2 separate regions of the Sus scrofa genome follow, and region 1 is linked to region 2. The links are chromatin contacts, called in public HiChIP or PLAC-seq maps. All regions are on one chromosome and are shown on one strand. Each heading gives the region's core, a stretch centred on a gene start, on an enhancer-like site or on the middle of the called end of the contact. The rest is flanking DNA. Distances are from core to core; before and after follow the strand shown. Region 1 holds the start of CAMLG (calcium modulating ligand). Region 2 holds the start of C2H5orf24 (UPF0461 protein C5orf24 homolog).

Region 1 (3,529 bases), core at 123-2,622, 80 kb after region 2:
TAGAACAACATATACAATGTACCTTGAGAAAGAAAATAAATGCTTCAGGAAAGAACACATATTCTGCTATTAATCCTTAAAGGGGAAAATACGTCTTCTCACCATTGTTCTAGAATTTGAAACAATACTCTTACCTCTCTTGGTACTTTTAAGTCGCAAACCTGTGAACTGTCTAGAAGTTCAGAGCTACATAGCTAAAGGCCCACAAAGAAGTTAACACAAAGATCTACAGAACTTGCAACCAGTGACCAAAGGCCAAATACTAACTGCAATGCTCAGTGGAAACATAGAGAATCTGACATAATATCAAGTGCTCAGTGAATATTCACAGAAAAAAAATTTTAAGAGACTCTTTGTAAACGTCACCTGGAGAGAAACGAGGAACTCTCTTCAGCGTCAAATTCAGTTCCTGACATCACTTAACCTCAATCTCAGCACACTAGGAGATAAGACCTCACTCAGATGGACACGTCCCACTTGCTGGGTCTCTAAAGAACGGTCCTTGCAATGTTTTTCACCTGTTTTGGAAGGCCTGTCGAGAAGGGTTGAGGGCACCAAACCCAGACACGAAGCTCTGACCATGAGCCCCCGATCCGCGTAGGAAGGACCAGGGGGCACTTCAGTAAAGACAAGTGCATGCGGGCCGACAGTTACAGCAAAGGGCAAAAGAAGGGAGACGGTAGGGAAGGCAATGGAAGGGAAAAAGCTTCAGAAACGGAAAGAAAGGAAGGCACAAGAGCCAGAGCAGTCTGGGGATAAGATGTGCGTCCTTCAAGCAAGGCAAGGGGGGGAAGGGGCCCCCTCTGGGTAACTGGCCAGAGGGTCTCAGGAGCGAGCTTCGCCGCCGGCGGCAGAGGTGGGGACCACCTCAGGGCGAAGCCCCCCCACTGGAAAACTGAAGAGAGAGACTAGAAACGTCCCTGGGTTAGGAAGTGAGAACTTGGGACCCCCAGCTAAGGAGCGGGACCAGAGGGGAGGTCAGAGAGCAAGGCTTGGTCAAAAAGGTCGGCAGGGTGGAGGGAAACGATCCACAAGACTCCTAGGGACCGGCGTGCGGGGGGGGGGGGGTAACTAGGGAAACGGAGGCTCTCACCCGCGCTGCTCCCCGGCCTGTGAAAACCCATGATCCGATTGATGCGCTGTTCTGAGTTCATGAGCAGCTTTCTCCGCCGCAGCTCGGCCCGACGCTGGGAAGCGGACAGGCCTGAGCCCGCCAGGGCCCCCGGCCGGTCCCCGCTGTCGGTAGCGACGGTGACCGGCTCCATCTTCCCCTCCATAACCCGGGAGTGGTGACGACGACGGGGGCGGCGGCGGCTGCGGCAGCGCGGATGACTTCAGGCCGGGCCGCCGGGCGCGCGTGCCCCAGTCTCTGTGGACCCGCCCCCCCGAGCGCGAGGCCGCAGACGCGGCCTCACCATGCGCGCCGCCTGACGGGACCAAACGCGAGGCTTGCGCCGCCATCTTGAATGAGGGCATCGGTGGCCGTCCCAATTCCTTGGGCAGGGCTGGCTCTCGCTGTTTCTCTTCCCCGCGACTCGGTCTTCCTGCAGTTCAGTCGGAGGTGAAGAAAAGCGGCACCTAGCCTGACGCAAGGGCACCGGATAGGAACGAGAAATAGACGACCGCTCCTCGGCGGTGCCAGGAAGCAAAATGGAGGTTGCAGCGGCAGGTACTGGTTTCCGGTGACCTCCTGCGGCCTTGCGTATAGGCCTGGGGAAGAGGTTAACTGCGAGAGTGACGCTTCAGGGAGCTCTGGGCGTTTGGGGTTTGTTCTTGGTGCTGATTCCTCATCTGTCACTGCGCTTCCCCCAAGTACATGGCTAGTTTGTTTCGCCTGTCTTTGTTCAAGATTCTCCCATTGAAGTCTCCTCTGTCCATTCTCTTTAAATTACCACCCCTTAGGAGTTTCCATTATGGCTCAGGGGTAACGAATCTGACTAGCATCCATGAGGACGCAGGTTGGATCCCTGGCCTCGCTCAGTGGGTTAAGGATCCCGCGTTGCCTTGAGCTGTGGTTTAGGTCGCAGATGCAGCTCCGATCCGGCCTTGCTGTGGCTGTGGGGCTACAGCTCTGATTCAACCCCTAGCTGGGGACGTCCACATTCAGTGAGCGTGGCCCTAAAAGAAAGCAAAAAAAAAAAAAAAAAGACAAAAATAAAATAAATTACCACCCCCTCTCAACACTCCTTATTCTCCTTATCTGCTTTTTCTCCTTAATACTTACAACCGACTCACAAGCTAAATGTACTTTTTTTGTGTATTGTCTGTTTTCTCATTAAGTAAAACATAACTCCATGAAGACATGCACTGTTGGGTTGACGGCTGGAACAGTGAGTGCTCAGCAAGACAGACTTAACCGTTAGGCCATGTTAAGGGCCAGCAATAGGAACCTAAGAAAATTTTTCATTTGATTTTCTTTTAAAATCAGAAGAAATGTGTCATAATTTTTATATAGTGACGAATCCAGCTTGGATTATAGTCGTTCCCATACCAACAGAGTCATAAAATATAATTTTAGGAATGTGTTTATGGAGGAGAGAGCCCACGAAAACAGAGTACCGAGGGCCCACAGAAGTCGTCGTTCAGCCCTGGCGCTAAGTAATAACTATTTGAGTGAGTAAATTGATAAAGGAGTTGAATCCCTCAACAGCCCTTGCTTCATGGACGACGTAGCCAGTTTACATCAGAGGCTAGGGGGTGAAGCAATCTAGTGTAGCCTCTGCAATGGATCTTGCTACACAAGTCTGCTCAAAATCAGGAAGTTGGTGAAACCCTACTTAGAAGGTAATAAAATACTATTTTTAACTGTTTAGTCACCTGACCCTGTCCCAGACAAAAGGATTTTGGAAACAAGTGTTAAGCCAATGAACAAGGAGTTCCCCTTGTGGCTCAGTGGGTTATAAACCCAACTAGTATCCATGAGGATGTGGGATCTATCCCTGGCCTCGCTCAGTGGGGTAAGGATCAGGCTTTGCCATGAGCTGTGGTGCAGGTTGCAGATGTGGATGCAATCCCACATTGCTCTGGCTCTGGCTCTGGCTGTGGCCGTAGCCACAGCTCCCATTCGACCCCTAGCCTGGGAACTTACATATGCCTCCGGGGCAGCCCCCCAAAAAGCAAAGAAACAAAAACAAAAAATGAACACAATGAACACCTTTTTTTTCATCATGCAGCTTGATGTGACATCTTAGTTCCCAGACCAGGGATTGAACCCTGGCCAAAGCGATCTTAACCACTAGGCCACCAGGAATTTTACCTTATCTTTTGGTTCAATAACATAAGGAGCTCAAGTATCAACACTGAAAGATCCCCCTTAATTGGATGAAAGCTAAATCTCAGGGACATGCCCTAGTTAATAATTTTAAAGTATTAGAAAATGTCCCCTTGGAGTTCCTGTCATGGCGCAGTGGTTAACAAATCCGACTAGGAACCATGAGGTTGCGGGTTCGGTCCCTGCCCTTGCTCAGTGGGTTAACGATCCGGCGTTGCCGTGAGCTGTGGTGTAGGTTGCAGACGCGGCTCGGATCCT
Region 2 (3,821 bases), core at 442-2,941:
ACACACACACACATTTATATATTCTTTTTCAGATGCTTTTCCGTTATAGGTTATCACAAGACAAAATACAGTTTCCTGTGTTATATAGGCCACATTTCTTAACAGAGTCAGAAAGAATGCTGTATTTCTAGAAAGTGTGGACTGAATGAAATCCAAGAGTATAGAACAGATTATGTAGATGCTAATTATCTTTTAAAATAGTTCACAGGATGGAAGAGAGCAACAGTAAATTATCTTTTAAAAGAGTTCACTGAATATAAGGGAGTCAACTAAGAGTTTCTGTATATTTTAACTATGATTAAATTAGAATTCTTAAAGCATATGCTAAAATTTGCCATCCCTGAAGCTGTTTAACTGTGTTTACTTCCTTTTAGTCAGCTCTTCTCTATGAAATAATTCCTTTCCCATCTCGTGAATGTGGAGGCATTACTGCCAACATAGAGAACGCTTTAACTATTTTTAGTAACTTCACAAAGCATTCATTTTTAGGCATCGAGAGATTCTTCCTTTCCTGAAGCCCAAGATCTGCTCTCTTCCAAAGAGCAAACAACACATAATTGTCAGACGTTTATCTCAGGTCATTCTGGCTTGTAACGACTAAAGAGAATCACAACACGATTTTATAATTCTAAGTGAAAGTCCATTTGTGATCGACCTCAATCAGAAAGTCTGTTCAGCAAAAGCTAAAACAAAAGCCAGTCGTTACGCCTCCTGGCCCACCCCGGAAAGTTTTGATACTAGGTCAGAACATAAATAACGGCTTTCTTTGTCTTCTTTCAACTCCTTAATTGTGCCCCACGGCGCCGTTTCCCCGGCGCTGGAATCCTTACTTGACTTGAGGCGTCTAGAAATGTATTACCTGTCGTTAGCCGACAGCGTTTGCTGATGTATTAACAATGACAACTTTGCAGGAGATACACACCCACCCTACAGAAGGAGCTGTGCGCCCTCCGATAATCAAAACTGATAGCCTACTGTCCATGCACTCGGAGTTGTGCAAGCTGTACAAGTCCACCGCTCCATCTAGACTCCATCTCGAAGCCCACAGGCATTAATTTAAAGTGGTGGAGGGTGACTGCCGATTTCTCTCTCTCAAAGAGAAGAAAAGAAGCCGTGACCCCTCCCCCAGCCACAGGAGGCATTTCCCCCCAATAATGGCTCCAAGCCCGGGGAAGAGCAGGCACGGCCGGGGCCCCTCCTCTCGCTCCCGGCTAGGCCAGAGCCCCTCCTCGGGCGCAGGTCGGCGATCTCTCTCTCTCCAGCCCGCAAGGCCCCCCGTTTCCGTCCCTTCCGTGCGGTCTCCACGAGCTCCCGCGGCCCGTACTCTGCTTCCGGCCAGTCTGACAAAACCCCGCGAGCCCACCTACCTCAGCCGCTAGTAGCCCGGCCCCTCAGCGCGTCCAGGGGCTGCCCATCGGCTGGGATCCTCACGCTGGCACCGCTCCCCTCCCAGCCCGGCGCCTCTGCACTGCACGGAGAGCCCAAGAGAGAAGGACAGGCAGCGAGGGCGGCAGCGGCGGCGACGCCGACCCTGATCCCCGGCTCAGACCTCAACCACTGCTCACGGTCCTTCTCGGGACCGAGGAGGAAGAGGCCGCTACAGCCCCGTACGGCGAGGAGCGGCGTGCGCGAGCTCGCGAGGACCGCGCACGCACACGCACACGCGCATCGCGAGACCCAATCTCCCGCCCGACGGCCAGCGCGCAAGCTTGGGAGAGTGGGACAGGGAGCCTGGCTGCGCTTGCGCTGCGTGGGGACGGGCGGGAGGCGGGGCTTAGGCCCGAGCTGCTCGGGTTCTGGGGCAGGTTGGGGGCCACAGAGGGTATGATTTACTGATGTGAATTTTGACTCCAGTTTTGTGACGCTGTAACTACTGCTGACCCCGTTTTTCAGATTACAGGACTAATAAATGATGGAGTCAGGATTTGAACCCAGCATTTCTGCTGTAGAAACTGCTTTTAATTGCTGTTGGCAAAAAGATTTAATAATGCCTTACTGTGCTGAGTGCTGCCCAAAGTATATTAAAAGGACTCAGCTGCTGCACTTTACTTACTTATGGGGGGTGTGTGTGAAACCTCCACTTGTAAATAAAATGGGCGATATTCAAATATGAGGTGTTTGGACCCTCAGTCCTAGGATCATGTGATAATGAAAAACCTCATTTTGTGAGGCTAATTTTTTCAATTCAAACAATTTTTATGACCATGACCACCTCTGAATTACCATAGTCCTCCCACCATTGCAGAAAGGGATGGGACAAGCAGTATGCCTACAAAATCCCCCTATATGTAGCTACTGAGAGGTTTCTGGCATATCGGTCACCCCAAAAAAGCCACTCATTAGAAGGGATTAGTTTCCCCAGTTCTTCCTGCGGTGAATTCGAAGATGTCAGAAAGGTGAGGATCCAGAATTAGGAAGACTGCTGAGAGGAAGATACTTCTTTGACAGCATGAAGAGGATCAAGACTGTATGAGGAAGTCATTCTTAGCACTGAATTCTACCACAGGACAGCACTTGGCCCAGTGCTGCTGCCAGTAGGAAATAAATCAGCAACTTTTCTGGGTGAATACACAAGCCAGGACGCAGACCAAACACAGTACATAGAAAGGAAAGCTCATTCTGGCAGGGTTTCATAGCATGATTCTAATTACTCCTATATGATACTAGAACACAGGACTGATTGTACTAGTATTATCCATATATAAAAGAATACCAGGGAGTTCCCATTGTGGCTGAGAGGGTTAAGAACCTGACATCGTGTCTGTGAGGATGAGGGTTCAACCCATGGCCTTGCTGCAGTGAATGTCACAGATGTGGTTCAGAACCGGTGTGGCTGTGGTGTAGGCTGGCAGCTGAAGCTCAGATTCAACCACTAGCCCAAGGAACTTTCATATGCCGCAGGTGTGGCCATAAAAAGAAAAAAAATATATATATAGGAGTTCCTGTTATGGCTCAGTGGTTAACGAACCCAACTAGTATCCATGAGGACTTGGGTTCAATCCCTGGCCTCACTCAGTGGGTTAAGGATCTGGCATTGCCGTGAGCTGTGCTGTAGGTTGCAGACATGCTCAGATCCTGCATTACTGTGGCTGTGGTGTAGGCCAGCAGTTACAGCTCCAATTGGTCCCTAGCCTGGGAACCTCCATATGCCTTGGATGTAGCCCAAAAAAAACAAAAAAGAAAAAAAAGTATAATTTTTTAAAGGAAAATACCAATATAGAAAACAGCTAAAATGTACACAGATTTGAGGTCATAGTAAGTAGCCTTCCAAAAACTTTTTAAAAACAAATTTTCTCTAAACAAGTTTAATTTTTCCTCTTTTTTTTTTTTTCCCCCTGCCACCCTGTGGCATACGCTAGATCTTCTAACCTACTGTGCCAGGCCAGGGATCCAGCCCGCATTCTGGTGCTGCAGGGATGCCATGGATCCCATGGCACCAGAGCAGTAATCCCATCATTGCAGTGAAATGAGAGAATGCACTGCTGTGCTGCCATACCACATCATGACTAGTCCAAATCCACAACCTTAAACTTTAATCTGACACGGCATTTGTACATAAGATCATTTAAGAAGAAAACTTTCATACTAATAAGCTCAAATGATTTGCAGGCCCAAAGGGGAAGCATCCAGAGTAATAACAGAGGAAGTAAGATATTTCTCGGTTTGAATCCCTTTCTGCCACTTGCCGCCTAAAGGTATCTTGGGCAAGTCACTGCTTTTTCCAAAAGTTTCCCTATAGGTGACATGAAGATAATATATTTCCTGTAGGGCTGTGAAATTAAATGTGCTAACAGGTGAAACATATTGGCTTTAAATGCCTG

Evidence for each region. HiChIP or PLAC-seq counts read pairs in DNA pulled down with a chosen protein or histone mark.
Region 1: an H3K27ac HiChIP or PLAC-seq map of alveolar macrophages shows a contact between it and region 2. The contact joins the promoter of CAMLG here to the promoter of C2H5orf24 in region 2. A contact is called at or near these places in 1 of 5 promoter capture datasets (liver), 3 of 47 Hi-C or Micro-C datasets (heart right ventricle, liver and skeletal muscle) and 2 of 2 datasets of contacts at active chromatin or transcription factors (alveolar macrophages and skeletal muscle).

What each region holds. Positions count from the first base shown.
Region 1 is chr2:136,955,469-136,958,997 of Sscrofa11.1, reverse strand. It overlaps CAMLG (calcium modulating ligand), which reads right to left and starts at 1,372. Exons shown (of 4, transcript NM_001244893.1): 1 at 1,094-1,372. The coding sequence starts at 1,277. LOC102164588 (a long non-coding RNA gene) reads left to right here and starts at 1,466. Exons shown (of 3, transcript XR_298148.3): 1 at 1,466-1,669.
Region 2 is chr2:137,035,841-137,039,661 of Sscrofa11.1, reverse strand. C2H5orf24 (UPF0461 protein C5orf24 homolog) reads right to left here and starts at 1,691. Exons shown (of 2, transcript XM_005655017.3): 1 at 1,368-1,691.